Linked DNA regions of Mus musculus: region 1 is linked to region 2. The links are chromatin contacts, called in public HiChIP or PLAC-seq maps. All regions are on one chromosome and are shown on one strand. Each heading gives the region's core, a stretch centred on a gene start, on an enhancer-like site or on the middle of the called end of the contact. The rest is flanking DNA. Distances are from core to core; before and after follow the strand shown.

Region 1 (5,397 bases), core at 2,092-4,591, 210 kb after region 2:
GACATGTACAAGTCTCAGTCGCTGTTCTGTGTTCCTGGGTGCACACACACAGCTGCTCAGGCCTCGCTCTCTGGAGAGAAGTGCCCTATGTCCTGTGCCTTATGCCCTGTGCTCTCCTTAGAAGGTCTTGACTGAGCGCATACTCCTCCACTCTGCCACTTGCCCTGAGAGGGACCTCAGTCAATTCAAATGGTTGACCACCTCAAGTCCAACAAACTACCAGATCCCATGGGCCAATATAACCAAGCACATGAGACTCTGCCAGGCCTCCAAGGCTGTGTGAGGAGTCTGGGTTGCAGGGTTGTTGTGCTGCTTCAGGTCAGGGTTAGTTAGACCAGTTAGCTAGCTGTGAAAACCTCAACCCATTTGGGCGGCCTTCTTAGCACTATCTTTGTGTGAACCAGGCAAGGGAAGTGGGCTCCCCGGAGTGGGAGGCGCGATTCCGATCCCCACCCAACGGCTCCTCTCCTTCTGCACAAAGAGAACACAGGTTTAGGAGTGTCCTAGTCCAGAATGCCTCCCGTCTCCTTCCCCTGATTGCCAGGCCAGGGTCAGAGCACCAGGAGGCACCGAATCCAGTAATGGAACGGTGCGGGTACTAGGGAAAAGGGCACAACTATACAGACCCCTTCTTTTCAGAAAAACACTGCCCTTTGATATCGTTGATCACAAGACTCAGTAGGTATTGGAGGAGAGCTGGCTTTGAGGTAAAATGCCTGCAGCGGGACTTGATTCAGGGTCCAGCTTTACAACGCCCCTCCCAACCCCATCCCACCCCGCCCACAAGAAGTCCTGTGCAATGGCAATAGTTAAAGGTAACGCGGTGGCCCGTTTATTTAGGCAAATGAGCCCAACAAAGTGGACAAAGAGAACAAGGTCTGCGCCTGGAGTGGTTGTGGGATCGACAGTAACATGGGGGTGGAACTGTGAGCTGCGTGGTGGGCGTGGCTGTAGCATGAGGGCGGAGTCACGAGATCAGTAAATGCTTTGGCTGAGGGTGGGGCTAAGAAGGCCACTCAGATGTCCGCGGCAACTGAGCAGACTAGGAGGCCAGGTAGCCAGCATCCACCAGGATGCCACCGCCACTGGTAGAGGCACTTCTGTCGCTGAGCAGGAAGAGGATGCTGTTGACGACGTCTTCAACCTCTGCAGGAGAACAGACCAGTCAAGGCTCTCTCCCTTGCTTGGCTGCTGGCAAACCACATAGTTCCCCTCACCCACTGTCCCCAGCTGACCTGCGAACTTCCTCAGTGGGTGGCGCTCCTTGAGCTTCCTGGCAAACTCAGGGTCTGCAGAGACTTTCTTGCCCATGTCAGTCAGCACCACAGTGGGGTTTACGGAGTTTACCCGGATCTGGGGCCAGAAGCCACAGCTGGTGGCACAGCTGAGGAAGGAGCCCTACCTGCCCAGCTCAGGACTCGCCGCCCCAGGACCGGCCTGATGAGCTTGCTTACTCTGTCCAGATGAACCCTGAGCCCAGTGCTCAGAGCCTTCTATAGTCCTCACCCTCAACCCCCAGCCCTGCCCCAGGTGCCCATCGCCTGTCCCTCAGGTGTGGCCCGGCCCCCTGTGCCTACCTTGTGTGGCCCTAGTTCCATGGCCATGGCTTTGGTCAGCATAGTCATCGCTCCCTTGGTGGAGCCTGTTGGGGGATGGGGAGTGCTGAGGACCCTTTAATTACACTTTCTGTGAGGCTCACCAAAAACTGAACACTCCTATCGTCTTTTTTGGAGGGTGCACTCACTGTAGGTGATCAAGTTAGGAAAGGTGACATGGGCCACCATGCTGGAGACATTGACAATGGACCCTGGCACGCCACGGTTAATCATGTCCCTGGCTACCATCTGGAAGAAAGGGTTGCAGGTAGGTCATCCTGCGTGTCCCTACCCCACCCACTCCATTGTTGCTGTATGGGCCACAGCCCTCCTGCCATCTCACCTGGGATACCTGAAACACAGAGCGAAGATTTACACTGAAGGACCTGGCAGGAAAAGAACAATACATGGCCTCTACACCTTGTCTTCAGCGACCCTCCCTGGCCTGCCTGCTCTCTCCAGGTGCCCACCTGTCAAAGGCTTCCTTGGTAACTTCCAGGAAGGGCTGCATTATAACCAGCGCTGCATTGTTCACCAGTAAGTCCACAGGGCCGATACCGCCCAGCGCCTTCTCTGTGGCATCCCAGTCACCCAGGTCCACACACACGGGCTCTATTCCGGGACACTGTGGGGGACATTGTTTGGTGGCCTGAGGCACTGTTCCAGACACCTTCTGATGTATCCCTGAGTGTGGGGAGCAGGCCCAGGTAAGGCAGGGCTGTGTGCCTTACCTCTTTGGCAAGGCTGACCAGGTCTGAGTTGGTCCGAGTCACCGCCACCACTTTGGCTCCTGAGGCGTGCAGGGCCTTCACAGTGTCCCGTCCAATCCCTGTAGGAGAATGGTGGGACAAGGGCCCTACATGCCTAGTCACAGCTAGGGTCAGGATCCCAGGTGGAAATAAAGACTCTAGAGGATGGCTGGCTCCTCATGAGCCCTGGGAAGCCTGCCTCTGGTGCCTGACTGCCCAGCCTGGATCTAGGAGCTACCCTGTAGCCAACCTAAACCCATCCATCCATCAGGGGTACTGTGGCCAGAATGGGGTTGTCATTCTATCCTGGTGGGTTTCCAGCCAGGTGACAGAAGTCCTAGTCAGTGGGAGCCAGGTTTTGAAGGACTGAGCTGTGACAAGGTCACCTTGGACCCCTATTCAGTGTTGAAGTTGTCCCCTTCCTCTCCCCAGTACACATCTCACACTCTTCCCTGCTCACACTCACCCCACTTCCCTGATCACACTCACCTCACTTCCCTGTTCACACTCACCTCACTTCCCTGTTCACACTCACCTCACTTCCCTGCTCACACTTACCTCACTTCACTGCTCACGCTCACCTTTCCCTGCTCACACCTCACTTCACTGCTCACACTCACCCCACTTCCCTGCTCACACTCACCTCACTGCACTGCTCACACTTACCCCACTTCCTTGCTCACAATCACCTCACTTCCTTGCTCACATTCATCTCACTTCCTAGCTCACACCCTCTTTCCCTGTTCACACTCACCTTTTCCTGCTCACACTCACTTCCCTCCTCACACTCACTTCCCCACTCATACCTCACTTCCTTGCTCACACTCACCTCACTTCTCGGCTCACACTCACCTCATTCCCCTGCTCACACTCATCCCCTTCCCCGCTCACACTCACCTTTCCCTGCCCCTGTCACCAGGGCCCTCAGGCCACTGAAATTCAGCTTCATGCTGCTGACACCAGCTTCTTCCGAAGCAAGAGATGGGCTCAGCTTTTATGGCTGGGCAGCAGGCGGGGCAGGGGTGGGTGGGGCTAGGAGCCAACAGGCCTGGACAGGGTGGCATGACCCGCTTCCTCCAAGGGTAGCTCTCACTCCCCAAATATGGCATCCAACTGCTTGTTAGGACTTGAAGAAAAAATAAGAAATTGAGCACACACATGCCTGTGAGAGGGACTGACAGAGGTGGAGCTGTGAAACCGGAGACCTGGGAAGGAAATTGTGTTTTCTTTGGGCTGGTGCCTGGTCTTGAGCCCTAATGGCATGCAAGGCAAACCTTGTACCACTGGGCCACACTCCTAATCTAGGAGAATAGACATTTTGATTTGCCTTCTTTGCACAGAAGCATAAGCCGGTAACGGTTTTAATGGAAGGGAAGCTGCACTTTCCAGTCAGGTGGGGGTGCTCCAGCCTGACCGCTGCGCACATGGATGTGACAGTGGCCAGCCACTCAGCATTGGCAGTTCCCGGAGTTAATCCAGCACCCTGGTTTGGCTGTGTTCCTGGGTAAGGGCAGACACTCAGTGAACAAGAATAATATCTGATTCCCAGGCTGGCTAGGGCAGGTGGCTTAGACTGCTTAAGACAAGTCTCTTCCCACCCAACCCCTACCCCAGCATTCCTGAAGTCTGCTACTCTCTTTACCCGCTTCTCCCAAGTGACCTCCACCTGCTCCAAAGACTCTGCCTTTGGTGACCACACTGAGGCACTCTGAGGTAGACCTCCCTTTCTCAGAGCAGATGGATGGACCCTTGGGGGAAGTTTTGTAAAACAACCAGAGCATTAAATGTCCATTCTGATTCTGTGTCTAGGAAGTTGTCTAAGGCCGTGCCAAGCCCTTCCTGATCTTGTGTGACAGAATCCATGAACGGGACACTTCCTTCCAGGGGAGTCGTGGCAGGGCACAAGGCAGGAGGTCTGAATGCACAGAGCATTCCAGGGAGAGCCCCAGGAGAAGGAGTGCTCCAGCTCCCTACCGCTGCCAGGCTCCACACTGAGACTGAGTGGCCCTCAGAAAGAGGACAGACATGTTTTTGGTGGTACTCAGCACTAGGTAGGCCAGGCTAGACAGCTCTTGAGCTGCCAAGGTTTTGACGGCTCCTGCTTTTCATTGCTCCATAGGGAAGCTGGGTTACAAACGTGTGTGGGTTCTTGGTGCCTGCATCAAGGCCCTCGGTGGAACCATCATGGCTCAGGATTATGGAGGGAGGGTCAAGGAGAGATTCAACCATGAATATCTCAGATGAAGACCACAGGAGTTAGCTCTCTCTTCCCTCCCAACCTGGAGCCATAAAATCCACTGCCCTCTGTCAACCCCAATAAGGTTTCACTCCTTGTTTGATCTTATAAGGTGTGTACACACACATATTCACAAGCAAGCACACACACGCTCTCTCTCTCTCTCTCTCTCTCTCTCTCTCTCTCTCTCTCTCTCTCTCGCACACACACACACAACTCTACAAGCCCCTGAGTATGCAGATGCAGTACCTTCCAACACCCCCGTCCTGGCCAATGGTGCACACACCTTGCCCCAGAGACCCTGGCCACCTCCCATGGGGATAAATCTCTCCCTTTCCCTCAATAAACCGAATCAGTTCCCCAAGGCTGTTCCCTGGTGTGTTCTTTTCCTGAGTACTCATCGCAGACCAAGATCCTGCATTGAGCCCAGCCACACCCTCCTAAACTTCCCTCCCTCCAGCCCAGCTTGGCAGCGAGCCTGACTACCCTGAGGGAGAAGCAGACATGGGTGGCAGCCTTCGTGCTTGCATAGTAAGCATTTCATCACTGAGCCGTTTCCTTGGCCCTGATTTTTCTTTTTGTTCAGCTAAAATTTAGGAGAAACTTAGGAGGAACCAGCAATGTCATCAAGTCACATTGGCTTAGTCTTACCCTGCCCCTCAGGACAAGGTTTCTCTGTGTAGCCCTGGCTGCCCTGGAACTCACTCTGTAGACCAGGCTGGTCTCAAACTCAGAGATCTGCCTGCCTCTGCATCCCAAGTGCTGGGATTAAAGGCGTGCACCACCGCCTGGCTAAAACATTTTATTATAAAAGTAA
Region 2 (5,424 bases), core at 562-3,061:
CTTGAGCAGGTGAGGCTGGGCTGTATAAGAAGCTACCTTGGGGTGGGTGAGTGAGCCAGTAAGCAGCCCTTCTCCATGGCTTCTGCTCCAGGCCATTTCTGAAGCCCCTTCTGTCTTGGCTTCCCTCCATGAACGTCTCCAATCTGTAAAATGAAATAAAGCCTCACTGCCGAAGTTGCTTTTGGTCATGGTGTTTATCACAGTGACAGAAAAGCAAACTTGAACAGCCACCCTTGAGGGCTTCCAGAGGCTGACATGGGACCCCCGTTGGGACCAGTGGACAGGGGTACAGGAATCTCAGCAGACTGCAATGTGGAAAAGAGGGAATTGTTTTGGGGGTGTGACCGTCCAGTTCAGGTAGCATGCCGAGGGCAGTAGAGTGAGAATCTGAAGCAAAAAAGGGGCTGTTGAGCCTTAGTCTACCTGCCCGGTCCACCCACACACATGATCCCACCTCACCGTTGCATCTCTGGGCATCTAGCAGTTTTTCCCGGAAGGGTCTGTGGATCCCACACACCTATTTATTTATTTATTTATTTCTCTCTCTCTCTCTTTTTTTTTTTTTTTTTTTTTTTTTTTTGGTTTTTCAAGACAGGGTTTCTCTGTGTAGCCCTGGCTGTCCTGGAACTCACTCTGAGTGGACTAAGAACATCTATCATGTGCATGCACTGCCATCCATGGCTGGTATCAGCTGCAGTGCATGACCAGGTCTCAGGGCACACCTGCACTCGTGGTCACTGTGAAGCTCAGAGCCCCCACCCAAAGGACCAACTCAGACTCCTGGCAGGATTAGCAGGATGGCAGGCCCTGTCTCTCCTCCTGTTAAAGCTCGGAGTCTCTTCAGTGCAGGTCACCATTCGGACCTATTATGTGTTTCCAGGGGGCTGAATACCTACTCACAGTCTCCCGTGGCCCACATTCCTTCCTTGGGATGACCAGGGCAGAGATGTCCTAGCAACAGCACCCAAGTGTTGGGATTTCCTTTTAAAGATTTATTTATTTATTTTATGTATATAAGTACACTGTAGCTGTCCAGATGGTTGTGAGCCTTCATGTGGTTGTTGGGTATTGAATTTAGGACCTCTGCTCGCTCCTGTCAACCTCACTCGATGCGGTCAGCCCCACTTGCTCCGCCCCAAAGATTTATTATAATAATAATAATCTTATTATTATACATATTGTAATACAATATTATAAATATTTTAATTATTATAAATAAGTACACTGTAGCTGTCTTCAGACGCACCAGAAAAGGGCATCAGATCTCTCATTATGGGTGGTTGTGAGCCACCATGTGGTTGCTGGGATTTGAACTCAGGACCTTCAGGAGAGCAGTCAATGCTCTTATCCACTGAGCCATCTCGCCAGTCCCAAGAAGTGTTGTTTTTAAAAAAACAAAAAACAAAAAACCCCCCAAAACTCTAGTCATTCAATTTTACCAAAGAAGACTCAGGAGCCAGACACCAGGGTGAAAACCTGCTGGCTCAGGGAGCTACATCACAACAAGGTTTTTTTTTTCTTCACAGTCTGATCACAGATCCTGTGATACAGAAGAACATTGTCTGCCTCACTGTCTCCAGCCTGCAGCCCGCCTGAGGATCTTCCCAACACCTCCAAGGCCTGAAGCAGAGCCTGAGGAACCTCCTGGGAACATTTCCCTGGATCCACCCCCATCGCTGGCGAGACAGTTGGACAGCTTGTGTTTGCACATTCGGCCCCCACAGCTAGGCTTCCTTAGGTCCACCCACTTCCCCCTCCTGCCTTATAGTCCCTGGGAGTTCCCAGCCTAATTGAGTCAGCAGAAGTGTGTGTGACTACAACTGGCCTACTCTTGTGCAACTTGGAACTTGGAACTCCTCCTGAGGTAGGGAGCCCCGGCTCTGAACAAGACTTTTCTGAAGCCTCATACTGTTTAGCGATGTGTTTCTATACATTTCTATGGCCAGTGTCACAGTTCCCTGTGTAGGCCAGGTGAGTGTGTTACCATGGAAGTGCACATTCTATGCTTTACACACACACCCACAAAAACTAACATCTACAGCTCCAACCTTCATCCTCCAAGGCTCAGCGGACAGAAGAGAAGGCAAAAGGAATGTAAGACGGAGACAGAGGAGCACCGTGAACAGCCATCTTCTGAACAAGGCACAGAAGCTGCACTTATGAGGTCACGACGACAGCTGTGGCTGCCTGCACAAGGTCTTCACAAATCAGAGAGGCCCCACCCTTCACTGGGGCTCTATTATGGCTACGGGTGAAGAGAGTTGATATTCTTGGGGTGTGGCTGTTGGCAGGTTGCCCATGCTTCACTGGAGGGCTGAGTACCTATGTGCACATATGTAGCTCTGATTGGATTCAGTGAAGGGATGAAGGAGGAGGGGGATGTGTTGGGGAGGGGAGGGAAGATAGGAAGTGTCACTATCATTAAGACACACTGCTTAACTGTGTGTCAAAATACAGGAAAAAAAAACACTTTAATTGAGTCAGCACGATAAGATTGCAGGTGTAAAGGTGCCCACGTGGTGGGAACTGACTCCTACAAGACACACATTCACACCCACACACAAAAATAAACACATGTAATTAAAAATTGTTTTCCAGGGGGGTGGATCTGGGAGGAGATAGAGGAAGGAGTGGACATTAATACAATCAAAATAGATTATATGAAATTCTGAAAAGAATTAATATAACTATTATAATACACACACACACACACTTATATTTTCTAAGACAGGATAGCCCTGGCTGTCCTGGAACTCACTATGTAGAGCAGACTGGCCTTAATTTCAGAGATCTGCCTGCCTCTGCCTCCCAAGTTCTGGGATTAAAGGTGTGTGCCGTTAACACCTGGCTAAATATTATGTTTTAAATATCTTACAAAAAAATAACTAGCCAGTCATGGTGACATATCCCAGCACTCAGGAGGCAGAGGCAATCCAGTCTCTGTAAATTCAAGGTTGGTCTGTTCTATAAACTGAGTTCCAGAATAGCCAGGGCTACTGTCACAAAACAAAACAGAACAAAACAAAACAAAACCCTATACTTCTAGGTGGGATTATGGCTCACAGCTGTTATCCCAGCACTTGAGAGGCTGCGGCAGGAGGATTGCTGTAATTTTAAAGGTACCTTAGTCTATAAAGTGAGACCTTGTTTCAACAAAACAAAAAGTATCAGCCAGAAGCTAGAGAGATGGCTCAGTCATTAAGTCTGGGGTAGATGGATCAAGTCTTTGCCTGACTTAGACCCTGCCTCAAGCAAACAAACCCCTGACAAAATCTCCAGTTGTGCAGCCCTAAACATATTCACATTGTTGAGTAATTCTCACCAAATGAAACTCAGTCCCCATGAAACATCACTACCTCGCTGTGGGCTCCGGCCACCTCCCTTCTACTTCCTGTCTGTGACTGCCCGCTCCAGGCTCCCTCCCTTCAGGCCAATTATGCTTCATGATGTCATACACTCCTGGGCTTACCACCCGCCAGCCACGGACACTGGGGCTTCATGGACTGCCAGCGCTTGTGAGCCGGGCTGCTGTGAATGTGTGTCCACAAATCACTTATATCCCTGTTCTTTATTCTCTGTCGCTGTGTGGCTGTCCCAACCCCATCAGCAGCGAGTGTTGGGGTCTGGAAGGGCTCTGAAGAACAGCAACAGAATCCTTTAGGGTTGCAGTTAGCACAGAGCAATGGTTCATTTTCATGATCACCCTAATTGGATTCAGAGATGTCTAGAGGCTGGAGAGACACTCTGTCTTTGAGAGCACTCACTGCTCTCCTAGTGGCCTCCAAAAAGATCCCAGCACCCACAGGGCAGGTCACTGTCAGTGAATTTACATCGGTTCCGGGGAGAGCCTATGGAGGGCTTCAACTCCTTGGTATCGCCCCACTTTCTGAGAGTTGTAACAGAACTTCCTGTGACTGCTTTGGACAGATCGCCACCACCTCTAGGCCTTTAGGGACCCGTAGGTGGGGACTCTTGCCTCCTGCTGTGACAGTCCAGCACAGGAAGGACAGACCCCACTACCCACCCACTTTAGCTGAGGGCTCTGAGGCAAGAGTCAGTTGTCTGAGCTCTCTTCGTTCCCACTGACCTCTCATAGGACGAGCCTGACCTGCCCAGCTCGGAGAGGACTTCAGGGCTAAGAATAAGGGAGTCCCTCGTGCCTGGGCCCAGGGCACCTGAGATGGTGGAGTTGCTCCCGGGGACTCGTAGGCTGGGTCGATCTCAGGAAGTGACAGTGTCTGGGATAGTCTAGGAGTCCCAGGCGCTGCCTACATGGGGGAGGGGAGACTCTGCCAGGCAGTCAACAAGCTTTGGGTCCTCTCTCTTGGTCTTCCTGGATGTTTAGGCTCAGGCATGTCCTCAGAGCTGGGTTCGGCATGGCTGAGCATGAGATAGGCAGTGGGTATCGGTTTAGCTTCAGAATGTGGATAAAAAAGTCTTGCTGCCTTTCACAGGCCAGTTACCTGAACCACACTTAGCCCCTCTAGCCCCATTGCCCACACCCAGGCCTCTAGAGAACAGCAGCCCCTCATGTCAAGAGGCTCACAGGTCAGCCCACCACACTCTGTCACTCAACAGTTCCAAGACATACAGTCACACCCAAACACACCCAGACACAGAGGACATACAAATACCACAAGCAGACATAGGCGTGCACACACAGACATGCCTTTCCAGGAACGATAAGCTGCAGGCTCCAGGCGTCAGGGAGCTCTGTGCCTTCTCTACGAGGAAGAGCAGGCCTGGGAGGCATCTGTTGTGCCAGCTCTCTCTCCCGTTCTCTTCAGATGAAGCCCAGGTGCCAGTTGGCCAGCAGGGCCTGGGTTTCTGCCCAGCTGAAGGGCCATCTGGGAGGACATTTTCCCCAAGGAGACTCTAAATCTGTCTCTGGCTAATAGGGCTGGCTCTGGCCAGAGAAGAGGCCTACTGGAGGGGCCAGGGAGGTTGTCAGAGGCCTGGATTCAACCTGCTGTGGGGCAAGAGACCTCCCTCCAGGCCTGTGGTAGGACAAGCAGGCTTCCACCACCCAGTAAGACTACCCAGTGTTGAGAAAAAAGGAGTTTTGGCACAACCTTGCTGTTCTTGTAGAAGATCCAGGTTCAGTTCTCAAGACCAGCATCAGATGGCTCACAACCACCAGCTGCAGGGGATCTGACGCCCTCTTCTGGCCTCAGAGGGCACCAGCACATCTGCACGTACTCACACAAACACAGACACACTCTCTCATATTTAAAAAACTAAATCAGGCAATGGTGGCACACATCTTTAATTCCAGAACTCAGGAGGCAGAGGTAGGAAGATCTCTGTGTTTGAGGCCAGCCTGGTCTACAGAGTGAGTTCCAGGACAGTCAGGGCTACACAGAGAAACCCTGTCTAGAAAAAAGCAACATCTGTACAACAAAAGAGAAAAAAAAAAAAAAAAAG

What was found. HiChIP or PLAC-seq counts read pairs in DNA pulled down with a chosen protein or histone mark.
Region 1: an H3K27ac HiChIP or PLAC-seq map of microglia shows a contact between it and region 2, with 5 times the contacts expected there. The contact joins the promoter of Cbr2 here to the enhancer-like site in region 2. A contact is called at or near these places in 12 of 39 promoter capture datasets (the 3T3-L1 cell line, 3T3-L1-derived adipocytes, the C10 cell line and 8 more), 2 of 15 datasets of contacts at CTCF or cohesin (CD8 T cells and embryonic stem cells), 4 of 484 Hi-C or Micro-C datasets (the G1E-ER4 cell line, cerebral cortex, embryonic stem cells and 1 more), 10 of 115 datasets of contacts at active chromatin or transcription factors (bone marrow-derived macrophages, craniofacial prominence, embryonic hindbrain and 7 more) and 2 of 9 other capture datasets (adipose tissue and liver).

What each region holds. Positions count from the first base shown.
Region 1 is chr11:120,728,680-120,734,076 of GRCm38.p6, forward strand. It overlaps Cbr2 (carbonyl reductase 2), which reads right to left and starts at 3,342. Exons shown (of 8, transcript NM_007621.2): 1 at 3,242-3,342; 2 at 2,327-2,424; 3 at 2,066-2,220; 4 at 1,939-1,981; 5 at 1,745-1,844; 6 at 1,578-1,642; 7 at 1,236-1,353; 8 at 806-1,146. The coding sequence starts at 3,293. The coding sequence ends at 1,043.
Region 2 is chr11:120,516,505-120,521,928 of GRCm38.p6, forward strand. No RefSeq gene overlaps it. Among named protein-coding and RNA genes, the nearest start is that of Gcgr, 12 kb to the right of the region's middle. Within about 2 kb of position 1,812, at least 105 of the 459 cell types and tissues checked have an H3K27ac peak or open chromatin away from gene starts, as enhancers often do. A contact at or near this core is called in adipose tissue, bone marrow-derived macrophages, cerebral cortex and 4 more, where this site is marked.